4 separate regions of the Mus musculus genome follow, and all the other regions are linked to region 1. The links are chromatin contacts, called in public promoter capture Hi-C maps. All regions are on one chromosome and are shown on one strand. Each heading gives the region's core, a stretch centred on a gene start, on an enhancer-like site or on the middle of the called end of the contact. The rest is flanking DNA. Distances are from core to core; before and after follow the strand shown.

Region 1 (3,433 bases), core at 451-2,950:
AATCACTCCTCTACTTTACGTCCTCCACTTATTCCTAATTTCTCCTGAAGCAGAAACCAAGACTTACATTAGCCCACAAGGGCAAAGCAACCAGTCTTCCAGGCGCTCACCCTGCACATCTGTCACTGTCCCCGCTTAGTCTATTCTGCTCCACACACAGTCGCCTCTCCAGTTTCCCCTGAGATTCTGAATCATGTGTGCCAGGTGCACCCCAGGGTCTTGGCACTTTCGTTTTTCTTCTCTGCAAATCTGTTTCCACAAACACCCCAGCCCTGACACTTGCTGCAGGTCTCTAGTCCAAGAACACCGACTTACCCAGTCCTCCTCAAATTCACCATTTACAAAAAACAACTCTACCCTAGGAACACCCTTATACTACCACACTCAGCATCTTGTAACAAACTACAAGCTTTCTCTTGTTCCCTTTCCCACTAGTATGTTATGTTCATGGGCCCAGAGCTTTCTGTCTACAGGCTAAACCTTCTGGGAATAATGTAACAGATACAGGTCCAACAGAGACAGGTCCAGCTACGGGTTGGCTTTTGCTCTACATGCTCCTTGTATACCGTCTCCCTTTTTTGCTCATCTACCTGATCATAAAGTGCTCTATTTATTGAACTTGAGGTGAGCGCTCTACCACTAAGCTGCCTTTGAACTCATTCTATCCTGCCTCAGTTCCTAAGCAACAGCTCAGTAACACCCTTGCGTTTCACCACAATCAGGAGCTGTTTCAGCCTTTATTATCTGTTTATCAGCTCATAGAGTGAAAATGTCTGAAAATGAGGGGGGAGGGAGAGAAGCTGAGGGGCTGGAGGAGGTACTGAGAGACATTTGGATCTAGGGGGAGGGGTGTGCTGCAGAGAATCCTTAACAAGCCCCTGGAAAGACTGTACCCGAACTCGGTTGATGCCACCGTAGTGAGGAACCATGGCCAGTTCCAGCTGAGGTTTCTGCTCCTCCTCATCCTCTTCATCTTCATCTTCCTCATCGTCATCACTGCCCTCTGAGGGTGACGGCCTGGTGCCATGGAGATTGTGCATCCGAAGCATCATCAGTCTGGGGAAGCAAATACGGGTTAGAAACTGAGTGCCGGGATGTTGAAGGAGGAGGGAGGCTGGGGTCCCAGACTTTTAGGTCTGGCATTAGCAGAGAGCCCTAATGCGTGGGGCCTTGTGGATGTCTTGCAAAGGTCCTGGGTCTCACCTATTGCTCTGGGCGCTCTCCGCCTGGGTTCCCGCACACAGGTAAAGACTGAGAGGGAGCTCTGTCCGGTTGTCGCCCAAGTGATCTCGAACTATGTCAAAGCTGAGACAAGGGGCGCCTAGGGATGGGCGGGGAGATTAGAGTTGCTGAGTAGGAACGAGAGACTGGGAACTCGGCCTCCACCTCCTCCAAAGGCCGGCAGTCTGCAGGGTCACAATCCTCAGACTCCAGACCCTTCGTCCCCCAGACCCCAAGACAGGCCTTTCATTTCCCTGGACCCGAGAGTCAGGTCCCTCTGCCTACCAGTTTGCGCACGATGGTACAGCACGTAGGCCTCTTCATCCATTACCAGCTCCTCTCCCTCGCTCAGTGGCGGCCCTCTGCCGGGCAGGTAGACCTGGGATGGGCCTTCGGTTCCTGGGTCGCAGGTTTCAGCCTCCATGGGTTCTCCGGTTTCACACGTGCGACTCCGGCCCTTGCGCGCCGCCATCTTCGAACCTTCTTGCCCCGGACGCGAAGTGAGAGCGTCACTTCCGGGTTTCACCTCCCACAGTCTAAGACCCGTCCCACTGTACTGTTACCTTGGAAACCTGTGAACCAGCCAGAAGAAGGTAATGCGCAGAGAGATGGCCGCCACAAAGTAACCGCGTCCTGGCTCAGTGAGAAGACTTATATTAGGAGCAATTTTGTCTTTCGTGTGACCTTGGGGAATTCTTCCGCGCAGCAATGGCAAGACCTTCTGGGAGTTGTAGTTCTACAGAAGTCCTCGGCTTCAGAGCCCTCTCCATCTTCCACCTTTCATTCCCAGGGTTGTCTTTCCATTTAGTTAATTATTCATGTATGTAAACGAGCACTTACTGGCAAGGAGACTGGGCTTCTGTTCCCCGAGGACCTTTAAGGCCGATTTCTTCTCCTCTCCTTGTTATGATGGTTTTAAATTATTTCAAAATGCTTTAGGGTAGACAGGCTGGACATTATGTATAAGTTAGTGGATTGGATCTATCCTCCAGGGGCAGACCATTTCCCAACCAGGCATTCCCAGGGCAGCTCTGGTCAGCAGGCACTTAATCAGAAAGTCTCTCTTGAGGCTGCTGCTACAACTGAGTCAGCTCTCTTTATCTACCCATGTACACCCGAGTTTTGGTTAATTGGAGTAATGAAATATTGGAAACAGATCCTCACTGGTGAGATTAAGGAGATTCAAGGCGTGGGTTGGCCACTCTCCATTTGCATAAAATAACCCATCAAATCATTCTTGCCAGTAGCAAGGAGTAGGTCTCTAGATTTGGTCCTAATTTGTGCATCCCTTTTTGTATCTCTACTCTTGGGGGTGTTGTCTCTGCCCTGTCACCTCTCCACCCCTCTCCCCTGGACTCTTGCCGCTTCCTGGGGTTGACTGTGCTTTCCCCAATCTCCTGTTTTCTAGGACTGGGGACTGAACTCAGGGTGTTATGAATATTACAACACCCTGCCTCCGCTACACCACCAGCCCAGTTTCTGTTGTCTGACTGTCCTCCCTAAGGACTCAGTTCTCAGTTTCCATTTTTCTCCAGAGAAGTTGAAGGGACAGACACAGAACTCAGGCTTGGACTGAGGAGGCGTAAAAACATGGTTTTATTCCAAACACTGCAGTGTAGGAGCGGGAGAGGGGAGGAAAGGTCAGGTGTGGGCTCCCAGACCCTCCTCTCAGCCCAGCCTCAGACCCTGCTGAAATCTGGGAAAGGAGACCTGGGGGTGGAGTGTCTGCTGGATTATCACTGAAGGGTCACAAATAAGGGCTGGACTTGAAGATGTGATTGGTGGCATCTGGGGTGGTAGGTGAGTGGGGGGAGACAGGTAAAGGTAGGACTTTCGTGGAGGAGAGGTCATAGGTCAGAGCCAACAAGGATCTAAAAGGGAGGGGTCATTGAGGTCTGACATGAAGGGTCACAGTCTGGTCGGGGCACAGTCTGGGGTCAGATGATCATTTTAGGTGTTGGAAGTCACAGTCTGGGGTCAGGGGTTTCTGTGTGGCGGGGCCAAGGTCTGGAGTCACAGTTTGGCATACGCGTCTCACAGTTTTGAGTCCTGATGAATGAAAGGTTAAAAACAGGCTCCCCTAGAGGTGTGTCTGGGGCTAGGGAGCTGCACAGTGATGTGAGGGCCATGGCCCGGAGCGTAGGGGTGGGGCGCGGCGTGACCCCCCCACACCTCCCGCCAATCAGGTGACGTTAAAAAGCCCTTTTCGGGT
Region 2 (3,143 bases), core at 1-2,500, 840 kb before region 1:
TCAGCTACAGGGTGAGTTCAAGGCCAAGCACATTTTTTTTTTTGAGGCAGGGTTTCTCTGTGTAGCCCTGGCTGTCCTGGAACTCACTCTGTAGACCAGGCTGTCCTTCAACTCAGAAATCTGCCTGCCTCTGCCTCCCAAGTGCTGGGATCAAAGGCGTGCGCCACCACCGCCAGGCTCAGGCACATTTGTTTAATTAAACTAAGTAAAAAGTAGACTGAGGAATACAGCTTAGGATCGAACAATCAACGATAAGCAGGTAAGCAAGGCAGATGCTAGAATTTCATTCTGTTTTGGGGGGAAATTAGGCAAAAAGGCGGAAATGTTCAAAAAGGGGTCCCTTGCCACATTCAAGTTGGTAAAAATGGAGCTCTGTGGAGGTTAAGGCCCATGGCCATCCGAACTCCTTTATCCCCCACCACTGACCTCTGACTATCCATCCACCCGAGGGCCCTCCCATGAAGGGGTGGGCTTGGGCCACGCCCCATGAAAAAAGACGCCCCTCTCACACGCCCATAGTGACCACGAGGGGGTGCCCGGCGACGGATCCGGATCTCCTCGGATGAGATTCCCCACCATCTCCTTAAAGAGAGGTCACAGGGCTATGCCCATCCCCCCCCCCCCCCCCCCCCGCTGCACAAGGCTAACACAGAGTTGGGGAAAGGGAGGCTGGGGACTGATGTTCTCAGGCCCCACGCGGGTGCAAAGAGCCCGGGCTGCATGGACATCCACAGCCGAGCCAGGGAGAGCGGGTGGCAACCCCTGGACCCCTTGAGTGCAGCCCAGGTCATCGGGCTGGGGGCGGGGCCTTTGTCCTGCACGTGGAGCCCACGGGGCCCCTCGAGGCGGCACACCCCCCTCCCCACGCTACTCTGCGAGACCACGTGCGGCCCGGCTGGAAGCGCCCCCGGCCCGCGACCACGTGCGACAGTCCTCGGCTCGGCTGCGGGTCCCAAAGCACCGAAAGCCGAGATCTCTCCCGTCACGATCGAACACATCCCCCGATGCGGACCAACGCGAAGCCAGGCACATCAAAAGGCCCCGTCCCCACAGTTCAGGCCGTGGGCCACCCGTCTCGCGCCGCCCCCGGGCCTAAAGAGCCCAGCTACTCACCTCCATGATGCAGTTCGCGGCCTCGGCTGCCGCCATCTTCACCCGAGTCCTCCGGCCTCCGAGACCCCCCCCTCTCTCTTTTCTCCCCCCGGCTCGACCGGGGACCGCCTTTTACCAGAGGGTCCTCAGCCCAGCCCCCGATACCCCGCCATAAGTTCTCATTGGTCTGTAAAGCCGTCCATCTGAGAGCTTCATATTTCAATTGGATGACAGACACGCCTATCAAACATAAAGTGCCCGCCCCCCTAGCGTTTAAAGGCCCGCCCCCTCCTGTCCGCTAGGAAGAGAACAACTGCCTGTCTGTCTCACCCAGCACGTGTGACGATTGGGTAAAATTCACCAGATCTTCCCGCCCCTTTCTGGCCAGCTCCGCCCTGGAGCTTCCCGGCGGGCTCCGCGCTAAGCGGACGTCTAGAAACTGACTTGTCTATCATTAAGCTAATCCCCTCCTCCCTCGTTGATATTGGCTGAGCCAAAGGTGACGTTCGCGGCTCTAACGCCACCCTGTTTAAGCGACAGGCCTAGAAGAAGAGGGGCCATTGGCCCATAAGGAAGCAGGCAGAGCTTTGGGCAGCAGCAACTGGCTCTTAGGAATGTCAATCATCACCATTCTGTGGATTCCTCTCCCCCATACCCCCTACCCCGGTCTTGGATGTTTTCTGGAGGAACTGGGGAGCGTGGGCGCGTTAAGTTATAGGGAAAACCCCAATTCCTGAGACGTGGATGAGGGCGCATTCTAGTCTGTGATTCCGAAACCAGCCATGATTCGCTGTGAGCTTCCCACCCCTGTGCTGGAAGGCGCCAAGTTCTGAACACCTGTGGCCTCCTCGTGGCCTCCAGGTCCTCTGCGGGAAACACCCAGCGTCCTTTGTCTGACCAACTCCTACACGTCAATCACCGGCAATTCGGACGCCACCTCTTCCAGGAAATTTCCCTGAATCTGCAGAAAGTTACTCCTTCCCTGAGGATGGATGTCAGTTGCTGGATTCGTGAACCTTCCCTTTGCCTTCAGTCCCACCAGTCTATGGTCCAAACATAAGATCCTTTAAACTCCCGTATGAGCCCTCCAGTGGGAGCTTCCGCATAAGGTACGCGAGCACATCTGACCTGTTTCCTTCCAACGCCTAACACTTACTTTGTATAGTGTGAGCATGCATTCGTGTGTGCCTTGCACGTATGGAGGTCACAAAGCAATGAACAGGAGTCCTTTCTCCCACGATGTGAGTGTAGGGAATTGAACACAAGTCGTCAGGCTTAGCGGCAAGCACCTTTACCCTCTGCTGCAGACCAACACTTACAATCTGGTAGATCTTTTGTTTGACTGATTCTCACTGTGCCTTGGGCCTGGAACTCGCCGTGGAGATCAACCTGTTTTTGTCTCCCAAGTGCTGAGATTTAAGGCCTATGAAAATCTTGCCCAGCCAATATGGTCCCCCTTTTTTTCCCGTTTTTCCTCGATAGTGTTTCTCTGTGTATCCTTGGCTGTCCTCTTACTCATAGATCCGCCTGCTTCTGCCTTCCCAAAAGGCATGCTTCCCACGCCCAGTTCAGTATGATTTTTTTTTCCTCTAAGATTTATTTTATGTGAGTACAACAGCTGTCTTCAGACACAGCAGAAGTGAGCATTGGATCCCTTTATTATAGATGGTTGTGAGCCACCATATCGTTCCTGGGATTTGAACTAAGGACCTCTGGAAGCGCAGTCAGTGCTCTAAATGGCTAAGCCATCTCTCCAGCCTTTTTGTTTTGAGACAAAGTTTCTTTTTCTTTGTGTAGCCTAGGCTGTCCTAGAACTCACTCTGTAGACAGGGCTGGCCCAGAAGTCGAAGATCTAGCCTGCCTGTGCCTCTCTCAGATGATCTGATTGACTCCAGCCTGTCCTACTTTGTCCCCCTATCTCAATAGCCCCAGGGCCTTTTCTGCTCTGTGTCAATCTCCCCCACCCCTACCCCCTCGACACCTTCTGTGTCACCTTCTGCCCTGGTGCTTCTGTCATTCTCTACAACTTACCAGCCCCTCAGCCCACGGCC
Region 3 (3,437 bases), core at 512-3,011, 590 kb before region 1:
TGAGGACAGAGTGGAGGGGGAGTTCAGCCCCTCGGGTCTCCCAGGGGCTGGCCCGAAACGGGGGGTGGGGAATGCCACTCACCAGGCCCAGGAGACAGCGCAGCTCCTTTAGAGCCCCCACACAGCCCAGGAGAGCCAGGGCCATGGTGAGGACACCTGAGACAGCCAGGACCTTGGACCAAGTCTGCAGTGGCACGAAGGACAAACCTGAGGTGGTGACAAGCAGTGAGAGTGGGTGGAGGAGAGGACAGCAGCTCCACTCGGCCACCCAGGAAGGCCGTGACTCTTGGATCCCCGTGTCCCTTCCTCTGAATCTGCCTGGGTGGGCCTCTGCTTCTGCCCCACGCTGAGGTGCTTTCTCCTCTCTCTCTCTCTCTCTCTCTCTCTCTCTCTCTCTCTCTCTCTCTCTCTTTCTCTCTCTCTCTCAGAGAAGATTTCTCTGTGTAACAGCCCTGGCCTTCCTGGAACTCTGTACTCTAGGTGGCCTTGAACTCACAGAGATCTGCCCACCTCTGCCTCCCAAGTGTTGGGACTAAAGACATGTGCCACCATGCCCAGCTGAATCCATTTCTTAAACTTTTTGAGGGCAAAGAAATAAAGGATCGATTTCCTGGACTTTCCTTTCCTTTCCTTTCCTTTCCTTTCCTTTCCTTTCCTTTTTTCTTTTTTCTTGAGACAGAGTCTCAGGTAACTCAGGCTGGCCTCGGACTCAGTAGCCAGGGGTAACCTGGAACCTTGTGATCTTCCCACCTACACCTCCCCATGCTGGAATGTCAGGTGTGGGCCACCACATATATCCTAGAATTGTTCTGAGCGAGGTTCGAATGAAAACGCTGTTCAATTCAGCGGTCAATGTGGTGAGTCTGAGTTGCTATGGTTTTGGTGTCCCCTCCTTAAATGGTTTCCTTGTTATTATTACTTTATTTTTGCTCTTCCCCTTCCTGGCTGTGTGACACCCAGCAAAAGACTTCCCTTCTCTGAACCTCAACAAGGGAGAGTCTCTGAGTTCCAGTCCAAAATGAGACACAGGAAGTATTTGAGAAATAGCTATTATTTCTGTTATTACTGTTCCTAACCGCGACCTCATGGTGCTGTGGTTGTTTTGGAGGCAGGACCTCATTATCCAGCCTGGGCTCCAACCCACTGTGTAGTCTAGGATGGCCTGGAACTCCTGATCTCCCACCTCCTGCGTGCTGGGATGACAGGCATGACCGGCTACATCTGCTTTACACTTCCTACTTACCAGCACACATCCAGCTTACTGGCAGTGCCAGTGGGGTGCCAGTCAGAGCTGGAGCCCTACCTGGGAAGATAGTAGCTATTGAGGGCCTCCCCAGGGCGAGTGAGATATCAGGAGATGCCTTGGGGTGGGATTCTGGGTTCAAGTCCAAAGACCCTCCCCTACTGCGCAGCCCCCCTCACCCACAAAGGACACGAAGCTGGTCTTGTCAATGAGGATCCAGGTGCCGAAGCAGAAAATCAGGCCGCCTAGTACCTAGGGGAAGAGAAGAAATGAGGCTAGGGCGGATCAAGGGCCACTGTGGCCCTGGAACCCCGGCTGGGTAGCCATGAGTAGACTCACAAAGAAGAAGAGGTTGAAAACGAAGAGGAAGTACTTGATGAGGCTGAGGCAACTCTCTTGGGCGGACATCTTCGCCTAGATGGGGAATGACCCACTCGAGAAACCCAGACAGAAGAGGTGTTGGCCGCAGGGGGGAAGGGGAATAGTGGGCAAAGAAAGACAGAGACTGAGAGGCACAAAGGAAACCGGCAGAGAAAGAGGAAGTTCCGGGGGGGTGGAGCTCCACCCCGCCCTGTTCATTTAGTGACTGTCAGCGGGGGCCCTATCTTCTTCAGGGTTCCATCGAGTGCACAGCAGTACCTGAGGGTCCTTGGAATATGTGGGTGCCAGGGACACAATGGGTTCCTCGCAGGTGTCCATAGCTCAGGCAGGGCGCACAGGGGCTTCTGATGGACTTCCACTCACGTGGGTCCTGGGACTTCAAGGTTGTTTCTGCAGAGTTCAACCTCACAGACACTCTGACCTCACTGGCTACTGGCTCCGCCCCCTGCACCCTGTGATCTTCTGCTTAGCACCCATTAGCCTCGAGCCACCGCGCTGTCTCTGCCTCTCTGTCTCTGTCTCTCTGGGCCTTTGCGGTCTCTGTCCTGTGTGTCTCTTTCCCTGGGTCTCTCTCTTTGCTCTCTTTCTTCTAGAGCAGGTGCTCCGATGTGCTTGGGGGCCAGGGTTGGACCCCTGGGGAAGTGAAAGGGCTGCAGAGGAGGTGTGACAGTCCCAGGAGTGAGGAGGGCAGCGAGGCAGTGCCTGAATATCCGGTGGAGGAAGTGAACCTCAGATGGCACTTCCTACCTCTGCGGAGAAACCTGAGGGGAGGAGGCCCCAGAAAAGCCAGGCACTGGAGTGGGGGTCACTTGAGCATACCTAGCATCTTCAAAGTTTCCTATGATGTGCCCAGAAAGAAGTCCCTGACACTTGTCAAGTCCCCAGTTCCTCACAGATTTCTAATGTGGGAAGTTCCTATCACCTATCTACCCAAAGCCTAGTTCTCTGGGACAGCAGCTGCCTTCTGAGACATGTCTCATCTATTTTCTTTCTGTATGTGTATTTGTATGTGTTAGTGTGTGTGTGTGTGTGTGTGTGTGTGTGTGTGTGTGTGTGCGCGCGCGCGCCTTTGGAGGCCAGAGGACAACATTGGAAGCTGTTCATCTTTTTTTAAAAAAATTTTAACGATGTGTGTGTGTGTGTATGTCTGCGCCACATGGTGCTTATAGAGGGCAGAAGATAGATAAATTTTCGGGACTGGGCCTCTCCTGCCACAGGCTGTGCTCCAAGGCAGGTTCTGCCATCTCCAATAAGCCAAGTAAAAGAACCAAATTTCTAGAGGAAACAGAAAAAGGTTTACACACAGTGTGGTCACATTTAGAAGGGCACAAAGCGATCTGGTGATCCCCTTCAATTCATTTTTGGGGTCCCTCACTGAGACTGAGGTGTAAATAGAAGGCTAATGTTATGCATGTCTATGCAGTCCACCATGCGGTCCTACCCACCACTGACCCACCATCGTCTGGGCTTCAACCTCAACCTGTGGTCGCCCAAGCTCTTAGAGCCGTGTGAAATCCTATTCAGGGACACGCTAACCATTGGTTGGCATCTTTTCCCTTTCCCAGCATGAGATTCCTAGGGGGAGATTCCCCTTTCTTTGTGCTTCATTGTCCCAATAATCGGACAGATAGGTTGAGACACTTAGCTTATCTTCCCTTCCTCCTGTGGGGTCTGGGATGGAACACCGTTTGGTGGCACATCTGGGCCTCTCATTTGCCAGTTTTTAATTCTTATCTGCTGTCCTTAAAATCCCTAATTGGCCTTTGTGTGTGTGTGTGTGTGTGTGTGTGTGTGTGTGTGTGTGTGTGTGTGT
Region 4 (3,487 bases), core at 398-2,897, 900 kb before region 1:
CCCGAGCAGCTTGGAGGAGTCCTTCTTTAGATGTTAGCCAATGCCAACAGCAGCTACAAGGACCTGGCCTAGGACCTCACCCCACATCAGCCCAGCCACCCCTCATTAAGAAGCCATCAGCAGCCTCTCCTGACAGGAATAAACTGAGAGGTGAGGTCCCTCGTTCAAGGTCACCCAGTGACAGAGTTCTGTAACACAAAGCCAGCTCTGGCTGACCACATCTACTCATGGACCCTCTGAAGGGTCCTGACAGCTCCACACAGAGCATCTACTCCCTGGAGTTGAGAGCTGACCAGCAGCCAGGCCAGGCCATTGTTACAACCCTTCCTAGAAGGGACTATGGTCCTCATATTGCTGTAATAAGCCAAAAAAGGCTTGGATCCAGGCCTGCCTTGTTCCCTTCCTCAGGGTACAAACTTCCCCTCCCCCAGCTTGATAGAGCTCTTCTCACAGAGCATTAAGATACCTTGCTTCCATCATAAACACTCACTCTGTGATACCTTCCCAGAGCCTGCTGGTATCTTAGGTTCCCCAAGACTTTATACTATAGTCCCTTATTTTTTACATGTAGCCTCTTCAATGCTGTCCTTGTTTGGGGGTGGGGGATTAGGGGGACGTTAGCTGTTTCAGACAGGGTCTCTCTGTGTAACCCTGGCTGTCATGGACTCACAGAGATCATCAGCCTACCTGTGTCTCAGAGGTAGTAGGATTAAAGGCCTGCACAAGTACACCTGGTGCCTTCCATGTCTTTTACACAATCTTCCATGTAGAGTCTTTTCATACATCATCCTCTGGTCCTCTGTCCCTTACCTCTTCATCTCTGGTCCTTCTGCTGTCCCCCCAACCTTATCATCTCTAGTTTCTCTGCTATGTCCTCACCTTATCATCTGGGGGCCCTATGGTGTTGTTCCTACCCTATCATCTCTGCTTCCTCTGCAGTTTCCCCACTTCCATCACTGATCCCTCTGCTGTCCCCCACCTTATCTTCTCTATCCTTCTGCTGTCACCCCATTTCTATTTCTGATTCCTCTGGTATCTCCCCACTTCATCATCTCTGGTTACCCTGATCCCCCCCCCCCCCCACACACACACACACACTTTATCATCTCGAGTCCCTCTGCTGTCTTCCCACTTTATTATATCTGGTCTTTCTGCTGTCCCCAATTATATCATCTCTGGTTCCTGGGCAGTTCCCCAACTTCTGGCCCCTGGCCCTAGGTGGTTGCCCGCCTCCCATCTCTTCTGCGTCCCTGATTTCCTCCATCTAGGCTCGAGATGGCACTGAATGACCTACCTAACCCGTTGCCCTATTCCCTCCACCTCCTCCCGCCACGTCCGCCCGCGCCATCCTGGTCCTTCCCGGGAGGACACCCCCGCGCTTCCCTGCTCCCTCCGCCCGGTCGCCGCGTGACCCCCGGGCCCCGGTCATGAGCTCACAGTTCCGGATGTCGGAGATGAACACGGCGAGCCCACGCATGCCATCGCCTTTGGATACAGCCGGCATGATGGCGGAGGGCTCGGCTCCAAGCCTGGCCGAACGGGCGCGGGGCTGGCTGGCGGCACCGGGCGGAAAGGACCCCAGACGGCGCCGAGGAGCCGGCCGGGGGAGGGCGGGCTAGCGGCGGGCTGGCTGCAGGCCGACGCCCCGCCTCAGACCCGCCCCTACGGATTGTCATCCGGGAACGTACGCCACTTGTTAGCTGAGAGCCCTGCCGCTCACAATAGAACGCCCGCCCTCCTCTCTCTCTGATTGGCTAAATAGTAAAGACACCAGGTGATGATTGGTGCAGTACCGGGCTATTTCCGTTCGGAGCAGGGAGGCAGGGGGCGTTGCCCTAGAGACGGGGGAGTTCGATGACACACTCTGGGACCGCCCCCTGAACGGCCGAGACCAACGCTAATTGGATGGACTACCAGCTCCGCGCCAGTAGGGCGGGATGTAAGAGGCCGAAGGAGGCGGAACTTCGGGAAAAGAAGACCAATGGGTGAGGAGATTGCTCTTCGCAAGGCTCTGCCGATTCGCCGGAAGCGTCATACTTCCGCCCTCGAAGGGGCGGTTGTGGGGGGCGGGCAAAAGGGCGACGATCCGTAGAGAAGGAAGGAGAAAGAAGCCCTGTCAGTTAGCTGAACTGCGATAGGTGGAGCGATGCCTGCAATTCCCTGCTGCAGAGAGGGGCTGGGCGAGGCGGTAGACCGTGAGGTGTCCACTACGCAGGCGCCTCCCTCTTCCCAGTCGGTCTCCACTCCCGAGCCCCGGCCTCGGGAGCATTCCCTTCCCTAAAAACAACGCCTGGAAATTTGACTTGTCTGCAAACCTCTTATCCATGAGAGGAGGGACTGCCGGTTAAGGATTGTTACCATAGACACTGAGGTCCAAAGAGATTGAGTGGCTTCCCCAAGACTACAGCTCAAAAATGGAAAACTGGGATTACTATTTTGGTTTTTAAACATTTTTCAATATAGGTTACTCTTTTTTCCTCCCTAAACCCCAGTACCGAAGACAATCTGCCTATAATGGTCATAAGATCAAAATTGCTTCCTCCATCAGTTCTGGAGAACCACTCAAGGAAAAGCCAGTTAAAGCCACAGCTGAGGACTGGGTCAGTTTGTTTTGCTTCCGACTCCCTAGGTTCTATGGTTCACTAGTTGCAGGGAAGTCAAAGCCCCCAGAACACCAATGCCCGGGGTTATTGAGAAATTTGGGGCAAAGGGACTTGGGAGAGTCCATGTCTATTATCCCCATGAACAAAACGGCACCCCTGACAGGCTTTTCTAATTTGACACCCCCAGAATGGGTCTAGAAGGTAGTTATGTCCTGGGACCTAGGAAGAGGCAGCACTGAGTCCTTGTGAATAGAAGGTAGTGTTCTGTGAGTTTGAGGCCAGCCTGATCTATGTAAACAGCTCCAGGATAGCCAGGACTACATGGAGAGTCCCTGTCTCAAAAACAGAAAAGGTTAAGGATGTAACGTTTAATCCCCCAGTGAGAGAATGGGTGTATGTGTGGCTCAGAGGTAGAGCCTCTGCCTAGAACTCCCCAGTGAGGGGCTGGGGTGTGGCTCAGATATAAACCTCCTGCCTTGAATCCCCCAGTGAGGGACTGAGTCCTGTTTCAGTGGACGAGTACTTGACTATTACATCCAAATGCTGAGTTCAATCCTCAGCACTGGAAAAAAAAAAAAGTCACAAAATCAGATGTCTATTTCCTAAAGAGTTTCTAAGTATTAGAGACTTCATAAAATACTTAAGGATACAGCTTGCAAGAGATGTTTGGACTAATCGTCCTAGGAGGGATGTGAAGAGGAGACATAAAATGTAGCAAGAATATATACAAAGTCTGTCTCCAATTAGCCTATCTTCCTATTCGCTGCTTCTCTGCTCCTGTAGCCTGGTAAGGACAAGAGGAGTTATTGAGCTCTGGGTGAAAAGAAAAGCCTTTAATTCCAGGCCCCTCACACACAGATGGGAACCTCATTGTTCCCCTACAT

Evidence for each region. Promoter capture Hi-C pulls out the DNA fragments that hold promoters and counts their contacts. Capture Hi-C pulls out chosen DNA fragments and counts their contacts.
Region 2: a contact with region 1 is called in a promoter capture Hi-C map of liver, with 2.7 times the contacts expected there. The contact joins the promoter of Prmt1 here to the promoter of Grwd1 in region 1. A contact is called at or near these places in 4 of 39 promoter capture datasets (cranial neural crest, embryonic stem cells, liver and 1 more) and 1 of 9 other capture datasets (liver).
Region 3: a promoter capture Hi-C map of liver shows a contact between it and region 1. The contact joins the promoter of Cd37 here to the promoter of Grwd1 in region 1. A contact is called at or near these places in 3 of 39 promoter capture datasets (cranial neural crest and liver) and 1 of 115 datasets of contacts at active chromatin or transcription factors (bone marrow-derived macrophages).
Region 4: a contact with region 1 is called in a promoter capture Hi-C map of pre-B cells, with 4 times the contacts expected there. The contact joins the promoter of Ap2a1 here to the promoter of Grwd1 in region 1. A contact is called at or near these places in 2 of 39 promoter capture datasets (liver and pre-B cells), 1 of 484 Hi-C or Micro-C datasets (CD4 T cells) and 1 of 9 other capture datasets (adipose tissue).

The regions. Positions count from the first base shown.
Region 1 is chr7:45,829,089-45,832,521 of GRCm38.p6, forward strand. Grwd1 (glutamate-rich WD repeat containing 1) reads right to left here and starts at 1,701. Exons shown (of 7, transcript NM_153419.2): 1 at 1,507-1,701; 2 at 1,204-1,321; 3 at 894-1,056. The coding sequence starts at 1,693. It overlaps Grin2d (glutamate receptor, ionotropic, NMDA2D (epsilon 4)), which reads right to left. Exons shown (of 12, transcript NM_008172.2): 12 at 3,395-3,433.
Region 2 is chr7:44,985,170-44,988,312 of GRCm38.p6, forward strand. Prmt1 (protein arginine N-methyltransferase 1) reads right to left here and starts at 1,251. Exons shown (of 10, transcript NM_001252476.1): 1 at 1,114-1,251. The coding sequence starts at 1,149. Gm15545 (predicted gene 15545) reads left to right here and starts at 1,731. Exons shown (of 2, transcript NR_045266.1): 1 at 1,731-2,201.
Region 3 is chr7:45,237,078-45,240,514 of GRCm38.p6, forward strand. It overlaps Cd37 (CD37 antigen), which reads right to left and starts at 1,762. Exons shown (of 8, transcript NM_007645.4): 1 at 1,583-1,762; 2 at 1,423-1,495; 3 at 83-207. The coding sequence starts at 1,651.
Region 4 is chr7:44,927,843-44,931,329 of GRCm38.p6, forward strand. Ap2a1 (adaptor-related protein complex 2, alpha 1 subunit) reads right to left here and starts at 1,648. Exons shown (of 24, transcript NM_007458.2): 1 at 1,438-1,648. The coding sequence starts at 1,504. It also overlaps a transcript of Tsks not described here.